Regions from separate parts of the Mus musculus genome. Here all the other regions are linked to region 5. Evidence: chromatin contacts called from public HiCAR-type, HiChIP or PLAC-seq and promoter capture Hi-C data. All regions are on one chromosome and are shown on one strand. Each heading gives the region's core, a stretch centred on a gene start, on an enhancer-like site or on the middle of the called end of the contact. The rest is flanking DNA. Distances are from core to core; before and after follow the strand shown.

The links. Promoter capture Hi-C pulls out the DNA fragments that hold promoters and counts their contacts. HiCAR-type assays count read pairs that join an accessible place to other places. HiChIP or PLAC-seq counts read pairs in DNA pulled down with a chosen protein or histone mark.
Region 1: a contact with region 5 is called in a HiCAR-type map of embryonic stem cells, with 3 times the contacts expected there. The contact joins the promoter of Zfyve21 here to the promoter of Tmem179 in region 5. A contact is called at or near these places in 3 of 39 promoter capture datasets (embryonic stem cells and hippocampal neurons), 1 of 484 Hi-C or Micro-C datasets (embryonic stem cells), 5 of 115 datasets of contacts at active chromatin or transcription factors (cardiomyocytes, embryonic limb bud and embryonic stem cells) and 1 of 9 other capture datasets (embryonic stem cells).
Region 2: a promoter capture Hi-C map of stem cell-derived epiblast-like cells shows a contact between it and region 5, with 8 times the contacts expected there. The contact joins the promoter of 5033406O09Rik here to the promoter of Tmem179 in region 5. A contact is called at or near these places in 1 of 39 promoter capture datasets (stem cell-derived epiblast-like cells), 1 of 15 datasets of contacts at CTCF or cohesin (the NIH/3T3 cell line), 1 of 115 datasets of contacts at active chromatin or transcription factors (pancreatic cancer cells) and 1 of 9 other capture datasets (embryonic stem cells).
Region 3: a contact with region 5 is called in an HNF4G HiChIP or PLAC-seq map of pancreatic cancer cells. The contact joins the promoter of Ppp1r13b here to the promoter of Tmem179 in region 5. A contact is called at or near these places in 2 of 39 promoter capture datasets (hippocampal neurons and neural stem cells), 5 of 115 datasets of contacts at active chromatin or transcription factors (cardiomyocytes, embryonic stem cells, pancreatic cancer cells and 1 more) and 3 of 9 other capture datasets (embryonic stem cells, liver and pancreatic islet).
Region 4: a contact with region 5 is called in an H3K4me3 HiChIP or PLAC-seq map of embryonic stem cells, with 5 times the contacts expected there. The contact joins the promoter of Klc1 here to the promoter of Tmem179 in region 5. A contact is called at or near these places in 1 of 39 promoter capture datasets (hippocampal neurons), 1 of 484 Hi-C or Micro-C datasets (cortical neurons) and 4 of 115 datasets of contacts at active chromatin or transcription factors (embryonic stem cells and stem cell-derived neural progenitor cells).
Region 6: a contact with region 5 is called in an H3K4me3 HiChIP or PLAC-seq map of embryonic forebrain, with 3 times the contacts expected there. The contact joins the promoter of Trmt61a here to the promoter of Tmem179 in region 5. A contact is called at or near these places in 2 of 115 datasets of contacts at active chromatin or transcription factors (embryonic forebrain and forebrain).

What each region holds. Positions count from the first base shown.
Region 1 is chr12:111,812,373-111,815,586 of GRCm38.p6, reverse strand. It overlaps Zfyve21 (zinc finger, FYVE domain containing 21), which reads right to left and starts at 1,417. Exons shown (of 7, transcript NM_026752.4): 1 at 1,210-1,417. The coding sequence starts at 1,347. Xrcc3 (X-ray repair complementing defective repair in Chinese hamster cells 3) reads left to right here and starts at 1,708. Exons shown (of 8, transcript NM_028875.3): 1 at 1,708-1,762.
Region 2 is chr12:111,942,781-111,945,731 of GRCm38.p6, reverse strand. It overlaps 5033406O09Rik (RIKEN cDNA 5033406O09 gene), which reads left to right and starts at 1,250. Exons shown (of 3, transcript NR_029464.2): 1 at 1,250-1,575; 2 at 1,666-1,847; 3 at 2,521-2,951.
Region 3 is chr12:111,906,375-111,909,540 of GRCm38.p6, reverse strand. It overlaps Ppp1r13b (protein phosphatase 1, regulatory subunit 13B), which reads left to right and starts at 1,486. Exons shown (of 17, transcript NM_011625.1): 1 at 1,486-1,679. The coding sequence starts at 1,671.
Region 4 is chr12:111,757,523-111,760,742 of GRCm38.p6, reverse strand. It overlaps Klc1 (kinesin light chain 1), which reads right to left and starts at 1,894. Exons shown (of 16, transcript NM_001025360.2): 1 at 1,701-1,894.
Region 5 is chr12:112,509,620-112,512,815 of GRCm38.p6, reverse strand. It overlaps Tmem179 (transmembrane protein 179), which reads left to right and starts at 1,656. Exons shown (of 4, transcript NM_178915.3): 1 at 1,656-2,072. The coding sequence starts at 1,768.
Region 6 is chr12:111,676,714-111,679,878 of GRCm38.p6, reverse strand. Trmt61a (tRNA methyltransferase 61A) reads right to left here and starts at 1,774. Exons shown (of 4, transcript NM_001099793.1): 1 at 1,718-1,774; 2 at 917-1,276. The coding sequence starts at 1,247.

The DNA.
Region 1 (3,214 bases), core at 168-2,667, 700 kb after region 5:
CAAAGGTAAAGTGCAAAACTGAGGGCACAACCAGGAGGGCAGGGACGGCTCAGTGACACACCTGGTATAGCCAGGGGCTCTGAGTACAAGATGAACCTTCTCCTTCAGGGCTCTCAGGAACTTCAGAGTTTGGGGGGTGGGGTGGGGTGCAGAGCAACAGCAGCCAGGCTACAACCTTCTGGCTGCACGCACGGGTGGCTCTCCAGTCCCTGTTTCAAGAACACTGGACCTCACTCTAAGAAGCCGCTGGCCTCGGCCACCTGTGGATGAGCTCTCAAGGGGAAAGAAGAGCAGCTGATTAGAATTCCAAGCAGGGACTCTAACTTAAAAAATTTGGGAGGAGGCCAGGTGTGGTGAAGCACATCTTTAACTCAAGAGGCTGAGGGAGGAGGAGTTCGAGGACAACATAGCAACAGTGTGTGGTAGAGGCGTGTGGTAGTGCATGCCTAGCACTCTGAAGGCAGATCTTATGAGTGCTAGGCCAAGGACGGGGAGGTGGGAGGGGGAGAGGGGAGGAAGGGAAGGAGAGGGAGAAAGGGAAGGAGGGAGAGAAACAGAAACATGGATGAATTTACACGAGCCATTAAGATAGCTCACCAAGTAAAGGCACGTGCCGCCACACCTGAGACCTGAATTCCGTCCCTGGGACCCAGATGGTTTAAGAAAACTCTCTTCTACAAATTATCCTCTGATCTACACACCAGCGCTGTGACATTGGGGACAAAGGCACATACACACATGAATAAATGAAGAAAAGTTGTTTCAAAGTTTATCAAAGTCGCCAGTACTTTCGTTGGTGTCTTTTAAAGATATTTAATTTGCTTTGAAATAAAATCGCATGGAATGCGTGAATTGCTCCTATTTTCTCCCAAGTGGCCAAGCTTTGCAGAGTTTAGAACTTCGAAGATTGCAAACCCTTTGGCACCGTTCCTCCGTGGGCAGGTGGAGGCGGACTCCCTCACCCTCGCCCCACGGACACACTCCAGCCCCAAACTCGCGCACGGCTCACGGGTGAGCCGCTCCACCGCTCCCCCTCGGGCCTCCCCGGGGCTCCGCACCGCGCAGCCAATGACCGCCAAGGAATGGAAAACGCCCCACAGCGCAGAAGGGACAGCGGGAACGCCCGGAGGGGAGCCGCGGCCGAGCGTCCCTAGGACGGAGGCGGGAGACGCCCCGGCTCGGGTTGGGGACCCGGGGGCTAGGACGCACCTCCTTGTCCGGAACCCACTGCGGCTCCTCCAAGCCGAAAGGGCTTCCGAAGGCGCGGTGCTCCGGCACCATGCGCAGGCCACTTGGCGAGCGCACAAGCTTCTTGGCGTCGCGACGCGCGGCCACCCCCGAGGACATGTCTCCGCCTGAGCCCCTCACGCCACCGCCCGCGCTGAGCCCACACAAGGCGCCACCCCGCCCCGCCCGCAGACACGATGACAGCTCCGAAGCCCAATCCGCAGCCAGAGCTCGTAATATGAACCAATCGGAGAGTAGTATCCGCCCCAGAGTCGCCCTTCTCCAATCCGTGCAAGGATCCCGCCCCTACGGCTGGCCACCAATCGGCGGTGAAGACCGGAGGGGCACCCTCGCCCCTCTAGGGAGAGTGTGACTTCGGATTGGCCAATTAGTCAGCCACGTAGGCGCCTCTTCGTTTCTTCTGGGTGGAGCAGACTCGGACTCTGGCCTCTCATTGGAAGAGAAGATTGAGATGGGCGGGGCTTCAGGAGCGGGCGGAGCGCGCGGGAGACTTGCGGGGTCGCTGATCCGGGAGGTGAGTTAGCTGATCGCGAGTGGCCGAACATGGGGTGGCGGGAGAGGACAGAGGACACTGTGGGTTTCGAGCGCCCCAGGTCGGGACTCAAGAACGAGCTTCCCCAGCGGGGCACCCCTTCAAGCCCGTAGCGGGGTTTGAAGGAATCGAACTGAGCGCGGGACCTGCTTTCCGCACTAGAGTCCCAGGCCAGCCACAGCGTGACCACTCGCTGCAGATTTGATCTGTGACTTTTGTTTTTCTTGTGGTGTTCGTAAGGACGAGTCACATTGTGCGTGTAGCCTAGGCTGGCCTTGGATTCAGCAGTCCTGCCTCAGCCTTCCTCGCACTGATACAGGTGTGAGCCACCGCGCGCGCCTCACCCTCTAGCTTCTTTGGGTAATTGGCCAAATCAGCTACCCAGGAGCTTTGCTCTCTCTCTGACACAATTGGACACACTCTAGCCCAGTTGGAGGGATGAGCTGGTGTAACCCTACTTCTCCGGAAGGCAGGCGGCCAAGTGGAGCATGGAGCTCTGTGCTTTTGTCTGAGACACAGGTTCTCAGTGTTGAAGTAGAAGTTGCTCAGTGGCACTTTGTAAAGCAAGGTTAGCTGCCTCAAGGCCTTGGCATTTGCGGGTGCACAGATAGAACCCGCCCCTGACTATGTCCTCTGTCCAGTCTCCACCAAGCCCTGTGATTGCTCTGGTTCACCACTGGACGCTGTAGCGATGGCTTGGGGGACCTTTGAGTTCTGGTGCCAGAGCTTTGTGTCTGAAAGCATGTTCTCCCTTCCCTCCTGCCCTGTGTGGTGTGGTGTATGTGTGTGTGTTGTATGTACATACGTGTATGTCCGTTTGCATCCGTACTGATGTGTGTGCGTGTGTGGAAGGCAGATGTCTGACATATATTCCTCCATCACTTGCCCTACGAACCCAAAGTCCACAGATTCAGCCTGTCGGCCTGCTCTGAGGAACTTGTCTCTGCCTTCTGAGCCCTGGGATTACTGGCAGCCCACCAAACCTGCCCAGCACCAGATCTCACGTCCTCGGCCTCCTCAAACTTGGCTCCTGAGCCACTCCACCCCATCCTTAGTGCCTCTTGGCACTGTCATTTGAACCCATTGCAGTGTACTGTAGGACACGCCTTTCCTCACACTGGCCTGGTGCTGTCCCCTCCGGGCCCCTTTCGGGAGACTTTCTCTGTGCTTTCTGGTACGGTGGAGCTGCCTCTTCTGTTGTTCTCTGACCAGGTTCAATTTCTCCCACCATCCTTCAAAATCCCAAACTCACAAAAAGCTGGGGAATGCTGAGCAAGACCCCTCTATGCCCCAGGAAGTTGAAGGGGAGCAGCAAGGGGCAGCTACCTTGTCCCACCCCCCCCACCCCCACACCCCCACCCCCCCGCACTGACACCTTCAGGATGTTGACTACGGCTGAATTAGTTCTGTGCCAACATCTGGAGTGAACCTAGG
Region 2 (2,951 bases), core at 1-2,500, 570 kb after region 5:
GGGGACCTGGTGAAAGCCTGGCAGTGTCCGCGGGCACCTTTCCGTGGAGTTCTCAGACATGTCGCTATTGCACCCTGCTCTGTGCCTGCATGCTCCTCTGTGTTCAGAGAAGTGAGGAGGAAGAGGAGGATGCCCTCTGGGCTGAAGAGGAGTAGCTAGGGGTGCCACTTAGTGGAGCTTGGTATGAGGGCTGCCCCGAGGCCTGACCTGCTTCCATGGCTGGGGCATATCAAGGACAGCACGGGAAGCGGGCTTAGCCTTTACTTCTGGCAGGGGCAGCCTCCTACAGCCTCGCAGTGGGTGAGGACCCCATCCAAGGACGGTATGCAGGGACTGAGTGCCCCCTCAGTCTCTCCCTCAAGGCCCACGTGCAAGCCATCAGGAGTCTTCCCCCCAGGGTTCATTCAGCTTTGGGATACATCAGGTCTCCAGAGCGACCTGGAAGAGTGCCTGGCCCTCACTCCCACCCCTACATCCCACACAGGAAGCATCTGGGGAAACAAGATAAGCAGCATGCCGGGTGGTCACAGCAGCTGGGGGTGGGGTGGGGGGAGGGCAGGCCGGCTGGGTCAGCAGCTCTCTTGTCCAGCTCTTACCCAGACCTACCCTACAGTTCACACCGAGCGAGGCTCCCCAGAAGTGTGTCGTGGATGGTCTTCAGGTGGGGAAGGACTGGGGTTCATGGCATTTCTCTCTACCAGGGTCTTAGTTGAGCTGTGATTTTAGTAAATTATGATTGGGCAAGTCATCCCATCATGAGGTGGCACCAACAACAACATCGCCCACACACACTGGTGCCTAAAGGACTTTATCACTCGGCCACATCACCTCTATAACCAAAAAAATAACAAGGCACTTCAAAACCAATAAAGTGACAGTCCCCAAGCCCAGCGGGCTGCAGATGATATCTTATCAGGGCAGAGTTGAACTCCCATTCGGGTCAGGGTCCAGAGGCTCCAGGCTACCAGCCTCACAAGGGTTGTGACCTTGGTGACCAGTCTCATGGGCCTCCAGGGAGGCTACCTGGTGACTCAGCCTCTTCCTACAGCCCTGTAAATAGCCAGAGTCCATCCACACGGAGGCTGTGTGAAACTGCCTCCACCAGGAAGGGAAGTTTTAACTGGCCCAGAACCCCACAAAGCCCCAAAGCAGACACCACCAACTGCTCAGTGAGGCCTTTCCTGAGGGCGGTCCCAGGCACGGCCCCGCCCCCTAGCCGCCCAGGCCCCGCCTGCCAGCTCTGAACCACACACTGTGTCCTACTAGACTAGACAAGGCCCTCACTCAGCTATTCCCAGCCAGCCACGGTGCTCAGGGTAGACCGCAGCACGCATGGTGGACAGAGGGACAGAGGATGAACGGAGAAGCACAGGGCTGGCTGCTGGGGACCTGGCAGATGCTTCCTATCCCTGCTGGCTGGTGACATCACCGCTGTGACGTCACACTCTGGCTTCCTGGGCTTTGGGAGTGCTGGTTCTGGTGATAACCACTTCCTGCTCCCGGCCAGGGTGACTCAGGACTTCCTTCTGCTCCCGGAGTCATCACTGAGCCTGGCTCTCCTGTATCCTCATCTAGGTAGGGCTGGGGGAGGAGGGACTCGTGGGTCCCTGAAAGCGGGATGAGCATGGCCAGGGCCAGTCTGTGGCATCTGTTGCTGTCTCCTAGGGAGACCTTCTTTCTGCAGAGTGGGGCCTCCACAGTCTGCACAGCTCGGCTCCCCATTCTCTCGTGAAGGTAGGCCAGGAACTGGGTTTCCTAATGAGTGACCAGGAAAACGGAACTTTCAAGGGGCGTGTCTGTTTAATGAGGAATCAGCCTGAATGGAAGCCAACCCAGTGCCTTTCCAGGTAGGCAGGCCAAGGCCAGAGGAAGGAAAGCTGGGTCTCTGTTGGAGCAGGAGGGCAATATGGCTTAGGCTTGGGGAGAGAACACAGGTGCCACCGTAGCCACAGTGTCCATGAGCCCCATCCCCCACCATGCTGGCCAAAAAGAAACAATTGATGAACAGAAGGGAGGAAAGATGCCTCCAGCAAAATCAGGCAGGAGGAGACCAGAGCTGTCATTGCGCTCTCTGTCCCCAGCAGGCCGAGCTCGCACTGTCATGGGGTGGAGGAGGCTCAAGCCGCCCTAATTAGAATATCAGTTAGACCCTGCTTTTCCTGACCTGCTGCTTCGAAAGCTAATTCTTTGTGCTTCCACAAGGCAGGCCCTACAGGGACAGAGGGGCTTAGGAGGCACAGCCAGAGGGCTCAGGCTCTCAAAACCCAGGTCTGCCTTGCAGGGCCAGTTTTGGGCCTTTAGTCTGGGATGGACAGACGGCTGGCCATCCTCATGAATCGCCATGGTGCCCAGTCTGGACGGTCCATGCGGCCCAGAGCAGAGGGAAGGGGGCTCAGCAGTGATGAAGATGGCTACAGGAATGTGCAGGCCCAGCCTCCTGTGGTGGGGAGTCCAGAGCTGCTCAGACTGACTGGAATTCCTGTTGCTCATGCACGCTTCTGGCTTCTTTTTCGGTTCTAGGTACAAGCTGTTGTCATGAAGCCTGGAGTTTTTCCGAGATGCCAGAGGCAGCAGCGCAGTGCTCTTGTTTCTCATCTAAACCTGTCCCTTTCTCAGAACAGAGCCCGCGTGTGTGATTCCTTCGTGGTCCCAGAGCGGGTCATCTTGCTTGCAGGGTAGCCTTGGGGCACCACTGCTTGTCAGGGTTGAGCAGAAAGGCAGACCAGAATCCTCTGAGTCCCCCTCCCACTTCCAGCTGGTTGACTGACATTCCACCCGACCAGAAGGAACCAGAGGAGGAAGAAGGCCTGAGAAACTGGAGGGAGGCTGCTCAGGCGGTTCTGTAGAATGTTCTAGAATACCTAGAAAAAAAAAAATAAAGCACCCAACAGGCTGAAGCAAGGAAATTACTGTAGGTAGTGAGTTCTTGGCCAGCATGGGCTACATGGGTG
Region 3 (3,166 bases), core at 237-2,736, 600 kb after region 5:
TCTTAAAACCCTAGGGACATTTTTACACCAAACCTGCTTGCTAACGATAACGTAACTACAGAATTCACAGGGCAGCTGGCACGTGTCACAAACTGCTCGAAGTATTCATACATCACACCTGAGAGAGAGGTACTATTATCCTACCACATCCTATGACAGATATGAGCTCGCTGAAGATCACACAGCGAGGGTGTGTCAGCAGTGGTGTGGAACCAAGTCTGTTCAACTGGAAAGTCCACGCTCTCAATCACTAACCCCCATGGCCTCTTAAGCTCAGGTGTGGCTGCCCATAAGGGGGCTGGTGTAACTCTGGCCTCCTCCCTCTCTCTGCCCCGACTTAGCAGCAGCCTCCCGCCACTCAGAGAACCAGACAGGCTATAAACTGCCCCTGATCAACATCTGCTGCCCTCTCCAGGGGTTGGGTACTTCCCAAGGTGATCTACCCTTTCTGTGTTTGGGGTCATCCAGCTGTCTTCATGTTTCTGGAATCTCATGGAAGTTTAAGCCCGGTGCAGCTCATCAGCCGTTGTGTCTCATCTGTCAGAGTTCAGGCAAATGGCACAATGTGGAGTACTCAGAAAGGGTGCCTGCCCACCCGGCAGCCTCTGCTGAGGGTCTGCTCTGGGGCCTGCTCTACCCTCTGTCACTCAGGCTCCCTAGTTGGAGGGAAAAATGACACAGGAGACAGCATTCTAAGGACAGACCTGGACCCTGAAGGTACAGATTGGACTCTGCCCTGGGACGTTCCAGCTGGATCTCCAAGGATACTGACACAGGTGGGGATGGGTCCTTCGGTCTTGGGATGGATCGTGTGAAGGGCTGAGGCTGAGAGCCTGTATGTCCTGTCCAGGAAGGCTTCAATGGCTCAGCCCGCGGTGGAAGCGGGGGCAGAGTCCCAGGTCTCTGGGGCCCGGGACACTGAGCGGTATGCAATCGGCTGATGCAGACACATCGGGGACACCCTGTGCCCGCCTGATAGGATCCGGCCTGTAGCCTCGCATAGCGCTGGACACCTAGGGTATATGTTACGGTCAGAGTTGGTCTGTGGCCAGCTCGCCACTGGCCTCTCGGACCTGAGAGGTTCGAGTCTCCACCGGTCGCGACTGTGGGCCGGACCCAGCCGCCCTTTCCTCTCTGTCCTTTGCTTCCTATTCGTCCGAGGTGACCCTGAGCCGAAGTCTCGCAGACACAAGGTTCGGAGGTCCCTGGGCGCCCCAACGCCCCCTTTGCTGGTATGCAGGAGGAGGGGCGGGGTCGGCGTCCGCAGCGCGCCCCTCCCCCGCCGCCGAGAGCGCAGACGCGCACGAGCGCGCTCTCACCTGGCCGCGGCGGAGAAGCCCCGCCCTCTTATCCCGCCTACCCCCACCGGACCAATCATAGGTGGCGTAGGCGGGTGGGGGAGCGACGCGTGGGGCGGGGCCTCCGCAGCCTGCGGGGTGAGCCGAGTGGGTGGCGGAAGGCGGCCGGCTTCGGCAGAGGCGGTGGCGGCGGCTGAGGGACGGCGACGCGGCACGCGGGGCGGCGCGACAGGACGAGCGAGGGCTGCGCGGCTCTCCGCAGCTGCCGCCTCGCCGCAGCCGGGCCGCAGGGCGCCGCAGCGGGTGCGAGGCCTGTGAGGCGGCCGGAGCGGCGTCCTGTCAGGCGGCGCGGGCGCGGCGGACGGCGCCGCGATGATGCCGGTGGGTGCGGGCGGCGGCGCCTCGTTCCCCGGCCCCCGCGCGAGGCGGGCCCGGCAGGGAGGAAGCGGCGGGCGGGCGTGCAGGGCGAGCGAGCGCAGGGGCAGGTGGGGGCGGCGGCTGTCAGCGGGCGGGCGAGAGAGCGAGCGTGGGCGGGGTCGCCGACAGGGCGAGCGGCCTCCGCAGGGCTGCGGGCTGCGCGGGGCTGCGGCGTGTACGGCCCCTCCCGGCCAGCGACCGGTGCCTCGATTTCCTCGGCGAGGGCACCCGGGTGCGGTGTTCGCACGCTCGGAATATGTGTTTCCCCTGCACTGGGAGGAACGCATGCCGTGCGTGGATTCAGAGAGCCATCTTAGGAATCCCCTTGCCGAGGCTTCTCCGTGGGTACATTTGCTCCACCTGGCGTGATGTCCCTATGTCCTTAAGGTTGAGCCGGTTGTGTGTCACTCGAGCCTTTGTCCTGCTCTTAAGGATGCTTTTGGCCAGGAAGACCTTCGTTTTGGGGGTTGCCACCTTCTTTGCCTTTTCCTTTACCTGCGTGCGGTACAAGCAGCAGTGGATGCTGAATTCTCTCCTTTTTTAAATAGGCTTTTTGTGAAGTGTATACGTCGTAATTAATGGGAAAAAACGTGACATAGATTGTACCCAGTTGGGCGTGTTGTTTTTAGAGTGTCTATTGAGTAAAAAAATCTCAGACTAATAAAATAACACACAATCTATTTTTTTTTTTTTGTTCGCTTGTTTTAGAAGTGCTGGGGGTCAAACCTGGGCTTTGCAGGACTAGGCCAGTGTTTCTATCACTGAGTTTATATATCCCAGATCCACAGAAAAAAAAAATTGAAGCCTACGTGGAAAGATCACGTTTCAGAGGGGAAATATGTCTCTGCATTTTTACTTGAATACTGTCGTTCTGCTATGCTGCACCCAAGCTCATTAGTTTACAAACCACCACCCCTTCAAATAATTTCCTGTTTCTTGATAATCTCTTCTCCCTCCTTTTGAACTGATTCCAACCCCTGGTGTTGGTGGAGTTTTAAGATTTAACCTACTTGATCCTTAAATCCTTTGGTGTTAGGCTTGTTGAATGCTAAGCATGTTTTTAAACGATTGCCTTGTAATGGAAAGAGCACTAAGTGGGCGTCAGAAGAGCTGGGGTCAAATAATTGTTCTGGTACCTCTTCATATTGTGTCCTTGACAGAGTTGAGACTGAATTCCCTCTAAAATAGGGATAAGAACATATCAGTATTTGAAGTACCATCATGAAGATCAGTCAGGACGCTTTTCAGAATTGTTGAGCAGAATGCCATACCACATTTTAAATATAGCTTTGGGGTTTCAGTTTGAGATTCTAATCTTTACAAGATACACTTTATTTCTTCCCTTTTCTTACTGGCTCCATGTTGAAAAGGTATTGTGGTGTTTTGGAACGTTGCAGTTAAGTCCTGGTAGTTGCGGTGATAATGCAGTCACACTACAGTAATATTGAAGA
Region 4 (3,220 bases), core at 645-3,144, 750 kb after region 5:
CACACGCTCTCACAATGCTGGTGCTACAGAGCGGTCACCACCAGGTCCCACCCCTCTTGGTTCCACCAGAGCATCAGGCTGGACTTGCAACATGCTGCATTCTTTAATGATCTAGAAGGGGCCCGCCCTCCCACATACCGCACACTGTGGAATTTTAAATAGAATCATTGCATTCTTACAAATACTTACTGCAAAGAACAGTAAGTCAAATTTCCTACCACAACTGAGGCCTATAGGCCTCCATGTAGAAGATCCCTAACTATGGCATGCTTAGGAGACTCAAGGTTGATCGAGTTTCCTAATGGGGTTTCACTGTCCTATTACAAAGCATTCCAGGCTAATTCTGACCTAAGGCTTTGTCATACCGTATAAAGAGCCTTGGAATTTAAGTAATGCAAAGAATCAAAAACATAGCAGTTTAAATGGTATATAAATTTCTTGTTCTCATGCTTTTTAAAGACATCATTTTTGCAAGTACACCAGATCACCAATAACATAACAGTAGCAGGTAGTAGCAATTCCAACACAACACAGCTGGAAACGGCCTGCAAACTTCATTATAATGCCATCCACTCGGTCACATATTAATATTACTTTATTAACACCTTAATTTTTTTTTACGGGAAGGGGGCTCCACATGTAACAAGGAAAAGCACTCCAGGCCGGGCACATTCAGGTCACAGGGAGATTCCACACCCGGCCACTGAAAGAAAGAGACTGGCTGGCCACTGGCCATGGACCACAGCATGACAGCACGCCACCCAGGGCGGTGCCGGGGAGAGGTGGGGGCTAGAAGGGCGGGGAGGCCTGAGACAAAGCCAGTCGGCTGACCCCCAACACACACACTACCACCACCACCACCTCTTCAGGACCTCAGCAGACAGGCTTTGGGTCCCTTAAGCCCACAGCTGCCATTGGAAGGCCGCCCCCGCCCCGAGGCCCGAGTCAGGGCGGGGCCCTGAACACAGATGGGACAGAAGCCTGAGGGACACAGGAGGGGAGTGGAAGAGAAGGGGCAGGAACAGAAGTCTAGAGTGCAGGCAGAGAGAGCTGAGCCCCAAACCTAGAGGGTCACGGACGAAGAAGGGACAAGGACCTCAACTCAGAGAGGGACAGGCAGAGATAGGACAGGACCCGAACCAGAACAGGAAGGGAAGGGAGAAGAGCCTCAGCCTGGATGTACAGGCAGAGAGATGACGACAAAGACCCCAGCCAGGAGGGGCGCAGCCAGTGACAGGGAAGGGACCCAAAGCAGGGGCGCAGGTAGACAGGGACAAGGACCGCAGATTGGAGGAGCGCAGAGAGGTGACAAGAGACCCGAGCCTAGAAAGGCGCAGGCGGAGAAAGGACAGAAACCCCTGCTGGATGTGCACAGGCTGAGAGAGGACAAGGACCGCAGACTACTGGCGCGCAGGCAGAGGTGACAAGAGACCGGAGCACGGAGGGGCGCGGACGGAGCGGAGAGGAGAGGGAACCCCAGGGTGCAGACAGGGATGGAAAGGCCAGGGAGGGGACTGGGTTCGGGCGGAGGAGCAAAATCGCAGCCTGGAAGGGCCGGGTGCAGATGCGGCGGTGGACGGAAAGGTCCAGAAGCCTCAGCCCGGAGGATGCAGGCGGGAAGGGGTCGCGGCCGCGTCTGGAGCACTGCGCACCAGCCGCGCGGAGCCCGGGGCGGGGCGGGGACCAGGCCGCGCACTCACCGTCCGATCGGGAGAGTCGCGCTCGTCGCGCTGTCACAGGCCGAGGCCGCGCAGAGCCCAGCCGCCTCAGCAGCAAGCGGCGCCTCCGCAGCCGCCCCGCAGCATCCTCACCCTGACCCGCGCTCCGCAGCCTCGCGCCACCCTCCGCCGCCGAAAATGGCGTCGCCGGCGCCGCGCCCGCCCCACAATGCTGTGCGCCGTGACGTCACCCGCCCTCGCGCCGCCGGGCGGGGCTCAGGGGAAACTGAGGCTGGGGTCCGCAGCCCGGAGCTCTCCAGGAGCCTCTCTAATCTGTGTGTGGTGGCCTCAGACCGGGAGGCTTCCCTCGCCGCGCCTCCACCCGTGGAGGACGGGAAGATCGCCAGGCGGCCAGGACCCACCCTCTGCGGCTCGCTCCTGGCCGCAGCTCTCGCTCGACCTCCAGCCTGGCCCAAAGGGCAGGCTTGCCAGCTCAGGTTGCTCCTGAGCCTCGCACAGCCGCCTGGCACCCCAACTGCAGGCCTGACTCAGCAGCGGGTTGGAGGGGACGCTGAGTCAGTGGCAAGGCCGAGCTTGCCTGCCACCGGCTTGGGAACCCTCCAGGTGCCTTTAGACGTTTCCAGAATGGCGCGGTTGTATTACTAACGGGGAGGGGTTGCGAATGCCCACAGCCTCCCCACCTTGGGAAACGCTTCCCTCTTCTGATGGTATTGCCCAGAACCTGCTGCGGTCCTCCACCCTGCACTTATACCTACCAACATCAGGGAGGCAGGTGCTTTTGATCTTAACAAGCAGATCCAGTTACTTTGACCTCCTAGAAAATTCAAAGGCTGGCCAATAAAGGGGCAGCTCCCGTGGGGAGCGCAGCAGCCCATGTTGGCCTAAGGAGAGGCTGTGGGTTCAGTCTTTACTGCAGGCTTCACTTGCCCCAGCACACAAACTGCTGCTTGGATGTTGGGTGTCGCCGGCTCTTCAGCCACTGCCATACATCTGAACAAAGCATATGACGGCCCCTGCCCAGGTGGTGTTGGAAAGAAAAGAGTAGGCTAAGCGGGAGCCCATTTCTTTCCCATGGGTCAATCACTGCCCCTCCGAGTCCTGTATATGCACACACTTCTTCAGCAAGCAAAGGGCTTTTTTGTTTCATCTGTCCCTGCCATTGCTTTGTTCAAGCTTTATCATCTCGTTCTTTTGCCCCTTCAACTGATATCCACTAAGTTCCCAAGGTTCTCACAGGAAGACCCAGGTACATAAAGTGGCAGATGGTGTCTGCTGGCCAGCTCCCATTCCAATGAGAAAAAACAAGCTCAAACAGAATCTGACTTGTTGAAAACAGTAAAATTGCAGGCAGAGTGGTGAGGGAGTGGCACATGACCCAAACTCCAAGGTCAGAAAATTGTGCTGACACACACAGGAAAGAACAGGACCACGGAACCAGCGTAGAACACTCCATTAAATCTTGAGACAGGAGCACCCCTGCTGTGTTGGGGAGGAGGAAAGACCAAGCTAATCAACCCTGCTGCAGACATACATCACTCTCA
Region 5 (3,196 bases), core at 407-2,906:
CCTTCTCAATTGTCAGGGTCAATTTTGTTTGTTTGTTGTTTTTTGGTCAAAATTTTCCAGTGCTGATGAATGGTTAGGATTTGTGTTTGGGATGGGGCAGGCTGAGCTTCCTAAACAATCCCCCCTGGTTTGGGTTGGGGAGTCTTGGCAGTGGAAGAAACCCTGGGTGGATTCTCTGAGAAAAGAGTAGCTGCTGCAGACCTTATCCTGTTCCTTCATATAACGTACTCAAGAGATTGCAAAATGAATGCTCTATGTGCAGAGGCGGATAACAAATGGTAATGACTATGAGCAGATTTTGACCTCCCAGTGATAAGCAGAAGACAAGTCACAAATCAATGAGCTGTCTTTCCGTGTGTAAAAACCAACCAGATTGAAAGCCCTGCTCAGGAGAAGGGTCTGCAGAGTTGATGTGTGGACTATCTTCACGATATTGCCAGAGACCAGTTTGGCGACTCCTGCCAACACCACTTGAAGTGTTCGTACCTCATGACCCAGTCATTCTTCTCCTAAGACTTTCATAGAGACTCATGTGCTGCCTGCACAGCTGGCACAGCCGCAGAAAAAGACACCAGGATGTCACACAGCAGAGCCGGAAACAACAGACACTGGAGACGCTCAATGTCCCCCCAGAGAGGGATAGTCACACACAACAGTCAATGTTACGGAATGTTACACAATAACTAGAAAGAAGACCACGGGCTTGCTTGTGCAGACAGGGAATAATGCATACTGTTGGATGACTGAATTGCCTGTAGACACAGGCATAGTATGAAACATTTTTGAAAATTGTGTGTGCGTGGTGCAAAATGTCTGGATGGGTAGACATCAGGTTGTCACGAGTAGTAACGATGTGCCGGAGTGGAGGGAAGAGGAAGAAACTTGGTGTCTTTGTATCACACATATTCCTCATTGTAATTAAAAAAAAAAACAAGCCCATATTACTTTGGCAATAAAACAAAAGGAATTTTTAGTGCCTGAAGCCAAAAATAATGCTGATGTAATCTATATCCAGAAGGATGTCTCTAGGGCTTACTCATCTGGGAATTGGACTAACGGTTACTTGGTATTAAGGGAAACTAGAAAAGTCATTAATTCTATTAATTAATGCACCACCAGCTCCATCACAGCAAAGAGGTCTTAATGAGGTGCCCAGGGCAACCATTATTTATCTTACAAACGCGGAGTGGAGGGCTCTACTGTGGGGCTGAGGGCATGGTTCTCGGAGCACAAACAGATCACGAGTCTGCTCCCGCCTAGGAATACTTGAACCCTTCCTCTTTTCTATCCTCACACCTACCGACCCGACTCTCTGCCTCCCTCCTCCATTCGCTTTAAAGACAAAGGCCCTGGCAAAGGAGTCTGAACTGCACATAGGACTCCATCCTTCTCCTCCTTAGCCTTTCGCTGCTGGTACCCTTCCTGACAGAGTCGGGTTTCCCCAAGCTGACTTAGTAATGCTCACGACCCCTGCCAGGTTTCCATGGCACGTCTCCACCAATGCAGTCTGTCTAGTGTAGTGCTCTGTCTACCTATCCTGCAGCCGCGGGAACTGTCCGCGGTACTGACCGCAGGCGCGCCCCACGCTCGGCCTGTGCGCACGCGTCTGCGCGCAACGCGAGAGACCCGCGGGCGCCGTCATTGCGCAGCCTCCCACGCGGCTCGGGACCGGCCTGCGCGGCGCCGGAGACTCGCGGCCCGGCTTCTGGAGCGATCGCGTCCCTGTCCGGTGGCCTCGCCAGCGGCTCCTCTCATCCTGGCACCACCATGGCGCTCAACAATTTCCTCTTCGCGCAGTGCGTCTGTTACTTTCTGGCCTTCTTGTTCAGCTTCGTGGTGGTGGTGCCATTGTCCGAGAACGGCCACGACTTTCGTGGCCGCTGCCTACTCTTTACCGAGGGTATGTGGCTGAGTGCCAACCTGACGATGCAGGGGCGGGAGCGCTTCACTGTGCAGGAGTGGGGCCCACCGGCTGCCTGCCGCTTCAGCCTGCTCGCCAGCCTCCTGTCACTGCTGCTGGCTGCTGCGCACGCATGGCGCACGCTCTTCTTCCTCTGCAAGGGACACGAGGGGTAAGTTTAGGCCTTTCAGCAGCCCAGCGCAAACTGATGCAACACTCACACGGTTCCTGGCACCTATCAGGCTCTCCTCTCCGGGGCCATGAGCCCCTCCACCTCTCTTGCTGCAGAGGCCTGCAAGTGTCAACACTTTCAGCCTCATTATTTTAAGCAGACTGCCCTTTGTTTACACACAGGCCCAGCGGCTATGAGGCTGTCTGTCCGACCCACATGATCTCTTTCTATTCCCAAGGGATGCATCACTCCGAATTCTCAGTCCTGACCCCTTGGAGCACAGATGTTGCACTGTCATGGCTGCATGTCTGGGCTCTCTTGTTAAGCTAGGCCACACTCCTCGGGACCTGGGACCATTTGCAGTAGTCTTGGGCCTGCACCCCTTTCCTGTGAGTGGGGGAAGGGACTACACTTTGGAAAGAGCGGGTAGTCTTCTATTTTTGCTACTCCTCTTGGGAAAAGATGGCAGAGGATGTCTGTAGAGCTCCTTAAGCTCCCCTTAAGCTGGAGGCATGTACAGTGTGTGTGTGTGTGTGTGTGTGTGTGTGTGTGTGTGTGTGTGTGTGTGTATGTGTGTCTCTCTGTGTGTACTCTGTGTGTGCCTTTATGTGTGTGTGTACTCTGTGTGTATACTGTGCATGTGTCTATATGTCTGTCTGTGTGTGTGTGTGTGTGTGTGTGTGTGGTGGGTGAGTAGGATCTCCTTTGTGTTCCCTGTACCTCCCGAGTTTCTTCACCCTTTTTTTCTTTGTCACCTGTCTGAAGCCAGTAGAATGTGGTCACTTGGTGTCCTCAGCCAACAACAATCAAGAGCCCACCCTCTCCCTGGCTGAGGCTTCCTGGGTCCTGGAATACCAATGCTCCTGCAATAGAGAGTGAATTCCCACGTCCAGCCCTCCCCATCCATGTTTTTAGTTGCTCCCTTGCAAGGAGGTGGGTGACAAGCACGGGTCTCTGAGAACACAAGGATGTAGGAGGCTGGGTGAAGGGGGTTCTTGCTAGTACCACAGATGAAGAACATGAAACAGTTAACGCTCTCACCACAGTAGAGGCCGAGAGTCCAGAATCGAAGTGTCCTTAGAGTTAGAACTAGAGAAGCTCTTTCCTACGCGTCTATTCCTGCT
Region 6 (3,165 bases), core at 525-3,024, 830 kb after region 5:
CTGGCTTCTTCTACTCATCCTTATAGCTGCTCCCTCCACAGCTCCAAGTACCCAGGCTTGGTGACCACTTCCAGCAAGGTTCCTCACCAAAGCACTGGTTCCAACCTCCTGCCTGTCCTGTCTTTCAGAGGGCGGAGAAGGGACCGGGTACCACATGGGAGCACAGGATTGTGTTGCCCGAAACAGGGCAAAGGCCTGAGACAGGATAGCATATCCCCTAATGCAAGGTACAAAAGGAGAGCTGTCAGAGCTGACCTGCTATCCGCTCTCTCGCTTCAGAGGGAAAGAATAGAAAGCCAGCAACAACCGGGAGAATGGGAACTCTTGTGACTCTGGACCTCAGCCTCTTAGCCCACAAGAAACACACCACCAAGGATCTAGCCATCTGATCCCCGGGGTCATTCTTGGCAGAGGTGTATGCCTAGATTGCTGCATCCAGTGGCCTCAGTACCTAAGGGTGGGCATGTGAGAGACAGCTAGCTCAGACCCTTCTAGCTACCACCTGGCCTCGTATCAGTGACAGTGCTAATCTTCGATGGAACTAGGGAAGGGCCTGGCTGTAAGTGTGGGACAGACTTCTCTCTGCAATGAGCTCTGGAGTATCCAGCCTCCCTCCAGGAAGGGGCAGCTGGCCTAGAAAAAAAGCAGTCAGCACCTTGGCCAGCATCAAGCAATCCCAGCTCCGACCTCATAGGGCACCTCCTCCTCTTTCTTCTCCAACCCAGGTTAGCTCCCATCAGCTGCCATTTCGATGACAGCAGCTAGTACTGCTTCTGGCTTCACTCCCTGCAGCCACACCCTCCCTTGCAAGCGGAGTTGCTAAATAAAAGCTAGAAGAACCAAGTAGTTCAGCGCACAACTGCAGGAAGGATCGGCTGCAAACCGTCTTATCTGAGCTCATACCAGAGGAGCTCACCTGATTCACAGACCACAGAACCGGGACGCAGCTCCAGCATCATGGTGATCAAGGCAATGTCGGTGGAGTAGAGGATCTGCGTGCGGTGGGGCAGGTTCACTGTCCAGAGCTCAGGAGTGGGGTGCAGCACATACACCCAGCCGCCTCTGCTGCAAATCACCTTGGAGCCAAATGGGCGGCCAATGAGGTCCACCGAGTGCCTCAGGACGCCATGCCGGGTCTGGGTCTGTGCCCCACGCTGCACACGCACTGCTACCATCGAGCCGTGCCCCAGTGACAGGATGGCTGTGTCGCCTTCCTTGATCAGCTCCTCGTATGCCACGAAACTCATGGTGTTAACGTTTGCCAAGGGTCAGGGACCTGGAGAAGTGGTGTGTGGACGTGAGGTCAGAGGACCAGGAGGCAGGATGAAGATCTGTGGTCTGGACAGAGAGGTCTGTGGGGCCTGGGTTCTGAGCAGGGTTAGCGGACTTGCTTAGCCAACCCAACAGAGCTGCACTCTAGCCTAACATATGGAGCCCTTCTGGAGGTCTCTATTCTCGGAGTACACAAGAGAGTGCACAGCGACAGGAGCCCAAGGATTCCCACACATGAAGAACCAGAATCCCCTAGTGTGAAGGCGGCAGCCTCTGATAGCGTGCACAGCAGGGGAGAGAAGCCACCTCCGAGCCCGGAATCCCCGTAGCCCCTTGCCCAGAGTCTCCACGGAGGGCTCCCGACGGCAGGGAAGGCTGGCCTCCCGCCGAACAGCACGGGACCTGCCAGCAAGCCCGGAGCGCCGCTCCCAGCTCGGAAACTCACGCAGCATAAACCGGCTCCCGGCTCCACACGTGGCTCCACGGCGGCCGTAGCACTTCCGGTGCTTTTTGATGACGTCAAACCAACGCAGGGCTCTCTGGGAGTCGCCGCGCTGTCCTTTGCGTGCTCCCAGAGGACCTTTTCTGGCTGGCGTCTCTTCGGCTGTGTTCTTCTGTGCAGGCTTGCACGTTGCCTAAGAGATCCGAGCGCTGTGCGAAATAAAAGTCCCCTGCTCGCCCGCGGCCTGTCCGCGCGCGGCCTTTTAGGGCTGCCCGGTGCACGAAGTGTCTGCCCGCGGGATACGCATGACCCTAAAGAGCACTTTGACAACTATGTAACCCCAGGACCTCCCTACTATGGCCCACCAGGACATTTTTGTCATTGCAAACAGCTCTGAAACACCCTGTCTGGGCTCCAGAATAAATGCCATAAAGTGGAAACGCAGGCAAAGGGATGAGGGTTAGCTCAAAGACTTTGGCTAGGGCTGGGCCGAGTAAAAGGAGTAGAGTTAGTCTGGAGTATTCTGCAAAAGTGGCCCTAGGCCAGGTCCTGCCTGAGGGGGAGGGCACAAAGCGTCCCTTTCCAGGATCCCTGGCATCTTGAGAGCCTATGAAGTGAAGGAAGATTCTTCCTCCGGGTGTGCAGTGGAGAGGGGAGTAGGCAGGCATGGGGCAGAGAGAGTGGAGAGCCTTCCTGCACACCTCAGCTGGTAGAAAAGAAGAGAAGGAAACGTTAGCTATGCAGAACCAGCAGCAGTGACCAGCTTAAGGCTGCACTCTCCATGAAGAGACTTTGACCCAGCCTGCCTTTTCTAGAATCCCGCCAGCCTATAGGGATCCTCTGGGGCCAGGCTAGGCCAACCTGTGATGTCCTTGCCCTAGAAACTCAGGTGCCTGACTTCAGACCTCCTCAAATTTCTGCCCTGATTGACCTTAGTATGATAGCCCTGGAAGGACAGACAGTGAGGGTTTTTCTTGGTCGCCCATGTCTTCAGCTGAGACATCCCAGCCATATCCACAGCCCCACAACCCTTTTCTTTCTTTTTTTCGTCTTTATTGAATAATTTATTTACATTTCAAATGTTTTCCCCTTTCCAGGACTTCCCTTCAGAAACTCCTTATCCCATCCTCCCTGCCCCCACAACCCCTGTTCTAACAGGGTACTTCATTCCCTTGGTGGTGCACAGCCCAATACACATCCTAATTGCCCCTCTGGAGAGTTAGACTTTTCACTTCTCCTGGGAGGTTCCTCTTCCTCAGCTTCTCGGTGGCATGGAGACCAGGCCTGATTACATCCCCACCCAACCTATGAGTTCAACGGGGGGGGGGGGGGGGGCTTGGTTCCACTTGCCCACTGCTGGCTTCTCAGTTCTTCCTGTGTACCTCTTCTACAGTCCATCTTCTCAGAACTAGTCATCTGTTATGCCCAGCCTCAGCCTGGAGTCTTCAAGC